Regions from separate parts of the Mus musculus genome. Here region 2 is linked to region 1. A link is a contact called in public Hi-C data. All regions are on one chromosome and are shown on one strand. The core of a region is the stretch at or near the end of the contact, and the rest is flanking DNA. Distances in the headings are between cores, read along the strand shown. Region 1 overlaps A930006I01Rik (RIKEN cDNA A930006I01 gene). Region 2 overlaps Elf5 (E74-like factor 5).

What was found. A called contact is a pair of places that touch in the nucleus more often than the background predicts.
Region 2: a contact with region 1 is called in a Hi-C map of extraembryonic ectoderm, with 4 times the contacts expected there. The contact joins two enhancer-like sites. A contact is called at or near these places in 1 of 39 promoter capture datasets (trophoblast stem cells), 30 of 484 Hi-C or Micro-C datasets (the AML12 cell line, the C3H10T1/2 cell line, the CH12 cell line and 9 more), 2 of 115 datasets of contacts at active chromatin or transcription factors (embryonic stem cells and intestinal villus epithelium) and 2 of 9 other capture datasets (adipose tissue and embryonic stem cells).

What each region holds. Positions count from the first base shown.
Region 1 is chr2:103,363,034-103,367,418 of GRCm38.p6, reverse strand. The region is part of intron 1 of A930006I01Rik (RIKEN cDNA A930006I01 gene); the gene reads left to right. Among named protein-coding and RNA genes, the nearest start is that of A930006I01Rik, 7.5 kb to the left of the region's middle. Within about 2 kb of position 2,503, at least 5 of the 459 cell types and tissues checked have an H3K27ac peak or open chromatin away from gene starts, as enhancers often do. A contact at or near this core is called in extraembryonic ectoderm, where this site is marked.
Region 2 is chr2:103,434,262-103,438,646 of GRCm38.p6, reverse strand. All of the region lies in intron 2 of Elf5 (E74-like factor 5), which reads right to left. Among named protein-coding and RNA genes, the nearest start is that of Elf5, 12 kb to the right of the region's middle. Within about 2 kb of position 1,911, at least 26 of the 459 cell types and tissues checked have an H3K27ac peak or open chromatin away from gene starts, as enhancers often do. A contact at or near this core is called in extraembryonic ectoderm, where this site is marked.

The DNA.
Region 1 (4,385 bases), core at 1,254-3,753:
ATTTACTGTATACATTCTAGAATACACAGAAAACTATAGGGAGGAAAATCACATAGATTGGGCATGGAGGCTCATCTCTGTCATCATAGCACTCAAAAGGTTGAGACAGGAGGATGGTGAATTGAGACCAGCCTGGGCTGCATAGTAAGACCTGGTATACAAAACAGGTAACAATAACACACACATACACAGACACATACACACATTCGCACACAGACACCCCCCACATAATACATGTATGTGTGTGTACATGTATATACACAGAGAGAGACACACACACATTCAGAGACACACACAGACACACACATGCACCTCCAAACACAGTAGCCTTAACTTTTGACTTTACAGTTTTTCCTTCTAGTTATTTTCAGAGTGGTTTTTCTTCTTTGTGGTAAATATATACGATATAGCATTTTAACCATGTTTGAATATGTATGTTAGTGGCACACTATATTTACACTGTTGTGCAGTTACTACTGCCAACCACTTGAGACTTTCCAATATCCCAAACTAAAACTCACTACCCATTAGGCAACCTTGCCCCTTTCTTCATTAGCCCCATCCCTAGTAATTTCTGTTTTACTTTGTGAGTATGGCTTTAGCTTCCAGCTGTCTATTTTTTCTTAATTATATTTTAAAATTTATTTTGTGTTTGTGTGGGTGTGTGTGCATGCTGTGGTATACACATACAAGCCAGAGGACAATTTGTAGAAATGAGTTCTCTCTTCCCACCATGTGGGGTCCAGTGATTGGAGTCAGGGCTTTGGGCCTTTAGGAATGTGGTTGTCCAGGTGTTGTTAAAGTGGGATCACTTCCAGACATTTGTATCATAATGTGGTGCCTTTTCTTTTTCATTGGTTCATATAAGATATATAAACCTTTTTGTCTGTCTGTTTCTGTGGGAGGTTTTGGGGGTGAGTTAAAGATGAGCACCACCACCATCCAGCTAGACCTTCTCCTTTTATTAATTAATTTAGTTGTTCACTTTACATCCCTGTTGCAGCCCTGCTTCCTCCTCTTCTCTCAGTCCCACCCTCACAAATCTCCCCTCCCCATTTCTCCCTCCTCTTCTCCAGGGGAAGCCCCCTTTGGGTATCTCCCTGCCCTGGGGCATCAAGTCACAGCAGGACTAAGCCCATTCTCTCCCACTGAGGCCAGACCAGGCAGACTAGATAGGGGAAGTGGATACAATGGCAGGCAACAGAGTCTGAGACAGCCTGCCCTCAGCCCTCCACCCCACTCTAATTGTTAGGGGACCCACATGAAGACCAGCTAAATAGTCTAGTAAAAAATGAAAAGAAAAAATGAAAACGAAATTGGAATTGAGCCTAATAAATGTTGAATTTAGCATCCTGATTTTTTTCACTTTTTGATATCATAAGCATCTTTTTATATGCATTCTATGAATATCATAGAGTATCATAGAACTATTTTAAATGGTTAAACATTGTCAAATTGAGGGATTTTTATCACTTATAGTATTCTTTTCCCAGTGTCTTTAAACAATTACAGTGCTAAAAGGTATTGTGGAGATAGCTCAGTTGGCAGAATGCTTCCATCCTTGAACCCACGTAAGAAAGTCAGGCATGATGGTGTATGCTTGTAATCTCAGCTCTGGGGGGCGTGGAGACTGGTGGGTCTCCCCTGCTTCCTGGCCCACTCAGCCTAGCCTACTTGATGAGGCCCAGGTCCCAGTGAGAGACATTGTCTCAGATAAAAGGGGGCCCTCAAGGAATAACAACTTTGCTCTGGCCTTCACCAACACATCATGGCTGGTTTTCTTACATGTGTTCAGGGGATAGAATTTGGGTCTTTGCTACAAGGCATGGATTTTGCCAACTGAGCTATCTTCCTGACCCATAATACCTTTTAAAAATGGCAGGCATTTAGAAATACTGGTGATATGGTCACTACATTTGATAATGTTCAGCTGTTTAAACAATGTTCATAGACAGAATGCATACAAAAAGATGCCAATGATATCCAAAAGTGAAGAAAAGAATCCAGGGTGCTAAATTCAATCATCATTAGGTTTAATTAAAATGCACCGTGCTCAGATGCCATCTTTTCTTTGAGATTACATGCTTATTTGGGGGCCAACTTGGAATTTTGATCATGGAGGTTACTGGGTCTCTGTCTCCTACCCCAAATTTCTCTTGCTGCCTTTACTTGGGAGGGGGTGACACTAGTTAAAACTCGCCCACCTCTGACTTGTAACTTTAGGATTGGTCTTTCCCTGTGGAGACCCAGGGGCCCTGGGTTCCCACATCAGCTGGGCTCATCTCAAACGTCACGGAGAGGTGGCTTGTCCTCTCCCTTCCAGGGAAAGGCTGTGTCACAATGAGCAGCGCTGGGCTTCTCCCAGCTCTTTCTTGGTAGCATAATCTGACGGGTGCTGAACAGGGCTCCCAGCTGCCTTCAGCTGGCCTTTGAGAAGACGTCATGGCCAGTGCAGATCTGAATCAGCCCATTTTCTCCCCCGTGGCACTGTGTGCTTTGGCTACCTGGCCAGAAAGCTGGGCTTATACTTACCTATCATTTTGATGCTATCTTGGGGTGTAACTGGAACTGGGTTCTGGGTGTGGAAATTCTTACTCAGAGCACAAAAGGTTGGAGGGAACTCAGAGGCTGCACCCAGGAAGGGACTCTTCCCTGAGGCCTCTTGGCTAGGTGGCTCTTATTTCTTGGAGCGGTGCTATGGCCAACAGGTGAGTGTTCCTTTGGGGAGTGAGTTCTTGCCTTTTCAGTAGCTATGGGCTATTGTAACTGGTCTTACCTACCATGTCTGCAGTATTCCACCAGTCCACAGATGAATTACCCCAGGGTGGAAGAGTAAAGGCAGAGCTGTCTCTATGGCCCTGTGAGCACTCTGGTCTTCTTTCACTGTTGTACTTGAGATGTGTTCCATATCCCTCAGATGGACTCCCGGCTTCCTGAGCAATGGCAGTTGGATTCCAGATGGATTTGGAGGGTTCAGTCTCCACCCCAGGAGAGGGAGAGATTATGCATGGCTGACTTTGGAAGTCCTGTCATCCACATTTACATATTTGTTCCTTTCCCTGTTTTTTTTCTGGTGTACAGTAATGACTTCATTTTCTCTTTCTCAATTGTATTTGTAGATGAAAGCTCCTTCTGTCACGATAGCAAATGGCATAAGCGTGTTTGCTTTGATATGCGGTTTCTGATATGCAGATGTGAGAAGACACACAAGAACTTCCGTGAATGAACCCACATTCATTCCTTCTTTATCAATGAGATAAAGGTTCTCATCAAGTTGTTACATTGCCTCTTTTGATTTTGCTTTGTGCTATCTACAAAGCACTGGAGCATCTAACCCCGAGGGAACATTGTGGAAGAGGGGGCAGAAAGATTATGAGCCATAGGACCATGTTTGCTATAAGGTTGTGTCTCCTAGCAATGTCAGATGATACACCCATAAAGTCTCACCAATGCGCCTACACAGGAGCTGAACAAGGACAACAACAGATATGCTAATTCAGGCCAGGAAAAGCCCACAAGACCTCAACCCTACACAAAGAACTTCCCACACCTAATGAATGCTGAGGTGGAAGAAATAATCTTCCCTGGGGAAGAACACACCAGTTAGTTATCCAGTATCAAACGATCAGCCCTGAAAACACACATACAAGTAACATTATACAGACCAAGAGGGTTGTATTCAGGATTACACATGTATATACATAAATATTCATGCAATAAAAGTTGATTTAAAAAGAGACTGAATCTGAAAGTGAGCAAGGAGGGGTAAAAGGGGAGGTCTGGAGGGAGGAAAGGAAAGGAGAAATGTAATTATAGTCTCAAAAATAAAAAATTGTATTTTCATTTCAAACTATTGTAATACTTAACACACAGACAAAGGTTGGTTGAGTAAGACTATGTACTCTAAATATCCGTCTTTAAGCCTCACTCTTGCTGGTTCTTTTCATGTTCTTTTCTACCCCTTGACATTAAGTCATTGCAGTATTGCACCGTGTATCTCCAAAAGACAAATATTCTTTAAAAGCAAAACAACAGGAAAACCCTTAGTCTCCATGTATGTCTTTGCTATGGTTTCCATTGCTGTGATGAAACACCATGACCGAAGCTGCTTGGGGAGGAAAGGGTGTATTTGGCTTACACTTCCACACTGTAGTCCATTTTTGAAGGAAGTCAGGATAGGAACTCAGGACAGGAACTAGAGGCAAGAGAGAGCTCATGCATAGGCCACAGAGGAGTGCTGCTTACTGACCTGCTCAGCCTGCTTTTTTATAGAATCCAAGACCAACTACCCTGGGGTGGCACCACCCACAACGTGGGGACCTTCCACATCAATCACTAATTAAGAAAATGCCCCGCAGGACTGCCTACATCCTGATTTTATTGAG
Region 2 (4,385 bases), core at 662-3,161, 72 kb before region 1:
TCTCTGGGCATTAATGGACAGGTGCTAGGATGGCTGTCTATTTGTGCATAGCCTCTAGTCATCTTTTACAAGGGTCTTGGGCTAGTTAGCTATTGCCCATAGTGTGGCAGACCTTGGACTACAATAACAGATGTCTATGGAGAAAGGAAGTCACGGAGGAGTTGACTGTACTGATGTCGTTGTGTTCCTGGTGATGGCTTAAGTTTTATCTTCTCCTGAGCTCAGACTGCCTACTCCTTCAAAGGAGCCGTGTAGACACTCAGACAGTTGTAGGTGCTGTCCTGACTTGGAGGCTGGGATGTACCAGTAGCACCTTGTCCAGGTGTTCAGAAGCCTTGTCTCAATGTTTCAAGCAGAGACAAATAGAAAGGCAGACATAAGAATAGAGGTGTGTGTGTGTGTGTGTGTGTGTGTGTGTGTGTGTGAGAGAGAGAGAGAGAGAGAGAGAGAGAGAGAGAGAGAGAGAGAGAGACTTGGCACTTGTCAAGTTCTTTGTCAATGCAGACAGCTACCTGTGCAGCTGAGGCAAACACTCTACCAGTGAACTTTATCCCCAGCTCTAATGTAAATAATTTTTGTAGCCACTATAGTATCTAAGTACTCATGTATCAATCCACTACCCAACCATCCATCCATCCACCCACCAACATGTCTGTCTGTCCATTCATCCAATAAATGAGAACTTTACTTTCCCTCTTCGTGAAATGGAGAAGACTATATCACCTATATCAGAGTTGTTCTACAGCGCAAACGAGCCCACATGTGCTTTAACAATCCTATTAATGTTACCACTATCCACCTACTCTGTGCGATGCCACATATTGCCTGGGAAGACTTCATGGTGGACAGCCATGTTTAGCCTTTGTTCCCTGATAGATGAGGAGCTTGGGATTGGAGGAGAATCTCTTCCCTTAGATCCCACTGTCAGCCGGTAAGGTGGGATGTGAACTGCAATCTGAACGCTTCCCTCCTCTCATCTTATTGTGCTCGTCCTTGGAGGATCAGCACAGAAAAGAGGTGACATCTGAGGAGGGAGGTAGGCAGAGATCAAGAAAGAATGGGGGTGGGGCAAATCAACAGAGCAAGGCTGAGGTCACTGGATCAGGCCCTGTGGACTACAGAGAGAGTGACCTCTGCAGTGACACTCCCCAGCCACTGGCGCTGTTGTGATTGCCACTCCCCTGCCTCTGCTGCTGTTCCTGTGCCTAGATGAGCTGTGGTGCTCATGAACCCAGCTAAGATACAGCTCTGGTCTGCTGGGGCTACCTCTTGTCCATTGCCTTTGAGTTGCCAAGTCCTGATTGGCATTCTTGGGTTTCTCATTCTTCCAGTGTCCTACCTCATAGGTGTGACAGGGCTATTTCGTAAAGATAAAACAGTTTCCCTCTAAAACTCAGAATGCTCTAGGAATCTCTTTTCCCACTGATGAGCCTCTTGGTAAGCCCAAATCCTAGACTTGTTTTATTTAAAAAAAAAAAAAAAACAGTTATTTATTTATTTTTGAGGGGCTGGAGCTGAGCCCAGAGCTGCACACATGTGTAGCAAATGACCTATTTTTTATCACCAGCCCTTTAACCAGAATTTTGCATTCACATACATGAAAGAACCTTCATTGCCAGGCTGGTGAGTGCTGGTGTTATAGCCTTTACCTGGCGGCTGAAAACATGGAGGGAATGGTTTGTCCCAACTACCCTTTCCGTGATCCCCCACTGCTGGCTGGAGCTGGCTGATCAGGCTTATGGCTGGTTTCTGGCAGAGAGCAGGGTCTCCTGAGAAAACAGACCCTTCCTGAGTTCGGTCTGTGCTTTTTCATCTACTGATTGCTGGCTTGAGTAAATCTAAGAGGTCTTTAGCTGTTCCTGGTATTCTGATGGGAGCTGTTTATGATCCTTGACATTCTTTGGCTGCTGGTCCCGCACTGGGGCCTGACTGAGATGGCTATCGGTGCACTGCTGTGCAGCACACAGCACGCTTCTCTCCATGGGAAGGTTTTTCTGTGTCTCTGTTCCCTTCCCGGCTCCAGTTCTATGGCATGGTTATTTTGTTTGGAAGGAAGACTTCATTGTTTCTTCCCTTAAGGATCTAGAGAAGGGGTAGGGGGAGGGCATTTATGGCACCAGGAAGCTGTTGCTGGCCTAGTGCCTCGCTCTCTGGCTCCTTGGTGGAACTCACTTATAGAGCAGGCTTTGCAGGCAACAGGGGCCCAACTACAATGGTGGCTGGCTTTCCTGTCAGCCAAAGCCCTTCCCACAGTCTCCAGAGCTGAGAGGAAATGGTTGCTCCCAGGGACGTGGAGGCAGGACGAGGGGAGCCAGCATCCAGAGACTAGGTGGTGGAGTGTTTCCATGGTCTCAGCTTTAGGATAGGGGTTGGGGGTGGGAGGTGTTAGTAGCACCTCTGAGGAAGGGAGGGATCCTGCCCCAGGGCCTCTATTATCTGCCCCAGTGCCACTCCCTGCTCTCCGCTGGAAGGTGCTTTTTTTCCCCATTCCTCTGACCCTTGAGTCCCTCCTGTTCTCCTTGAACCACAGCAGTTCACACTCTCTCAAAGAATCTTCCCCTCAGGGTGCCCTGCTAAGAAAGTTCCAGAAGGATTCACAGCACCTCAGACCCCAGCTGTGGAACTCTGGTCACCCTGAACTGGGAGTGCTGGGAGTTGCTTCCCATCCCCCACCCCCTCAGCCCACCACTCCTCAGTAAGTGTTACCAGATCACCAGTGATTGCAATCTTTACCTTAGGGTAAGGAAACAGGTTCTGGGAGGTTACAAGGTTCCCCTCCAGGGTCACAGTGGCCATAAGTAAGGTCATTGGACACCATGTGGACATCTTGCATCATGCCACATTTCCTGGTCTTGGAGAATACACATATCAAAAATAAGATTTGGATGAAGGCAGGCAAATGGATGCACATCCGCCACACAATTAGAAGTCAGTAAACCTGTTTACCTATTACCTGCCTATCTATTTATCTATCTCTAGCTTACGTCTGAAAAGTCAGAAATATGGAGAGGTGATGGTGCCAGTGTCTCTGCTTCCAGCAAATAACATGAACAAGAACCTACTAGAATTTGGAAGGAATGAACATAGAGCAAATCAAGGGGCTATTTATATAAGATTATACTCTCTTACTGGGTCATATTGTCTGGAAAGGTACAGTGTTTTCCTTGATATGTCTCTCATTTACAAGACACACTGAACTTTCAGGAGAAGCTTGGTATCAAGCCTGTTTGCCTAGGATCCTAGCCGAAGCCAGCCAGTATCCTATGCCCAGAAAGCTTGATGTGAAAGTCCAGAGGCCACTATTAAGCATCAGGCCTTGCCAGCTCCTTTGAAGTCTGAAGTGGGTCAGGGCACTTGAGGGCCAGCTGCCTTGGGAAGAAAGGCTGAGGAGCTGGAGAGAGTTGCCATTGACTCTGGGGGAGCTCTTTCAAATGGTGCTACCCAGTTGGATGTATTGAGTTCAGTGGGCTGATGTCCTCCAGGGCCCTCAGAATAGGGAGGTGATACCCACGGCTGAAGTAGCTCCAGGTAGGGACATGAGAATCAGAAAGTTCATACCATACTGGACAGGAGGAGCTGCCCAACTCTCTGCGTTCATTCGCAGGTTAAGGAACAACCAGAACAAATTCAGGACAGGGAAAGAGCGAGACAGACAGTCGGCTTTAGAGGAAGCCTAAGTTAGACAATTTAGGACCATAATTAGCATGATTTATTAGCATAGGGAGTTGGGAAAGTTTTTCGCCCAGGGCGACGCTGTAGAGAGACAGCGAGTGAAGTGTAGGGTACCATCATTTGCAGCTTTGGCGCGGGAAGGAAGGGCTGGCTTTATGAGGGAAGTCCTGTGGTGATAAATGACTTTCAGGGTTCCTTTCTTAGCTGGGCTGGCCCCATCCTACCTATAACCTCTCTTGGCTTCTTGTCTTAACCTTCAAATGACACAGACCATGAACAGCATAAGAAACTGGACCGGGAAAAGTGGAGGGCTGGCTGGGTGTCTGCAAAGTGTCACGGAGAGTTAGGGAGAGGCTGAGAGAGCCAGGCCCTGAGTTGTGATGGCTACGGCCACTCCTTAAGCCTCAGTGGGCAGAGGTAGCCAGGAGTGACTTCTCTGGGACGTAACTTCTGCTACGGGACTCTGCTTAGACCTTTGAATAACTCGTGTTTGTTCTCTAGTTTAGATTTAGGAGTTCTTAGGCCCATACACATGGCTGCTCTTGAGTTTCTGTGCCCAGCACATGAATCTTACTTGGAAAAGCCCCAGTGTGATTTAAATGCTTTCCCCTTTGATTTTAATACTTAGGATGCCTTGGCACTGTTCTTTTAAAAAGCCCTCCTTGAAGTAAAATCTCATATCGGATAAGCACAGCTGTTATAATTTCTTTCTT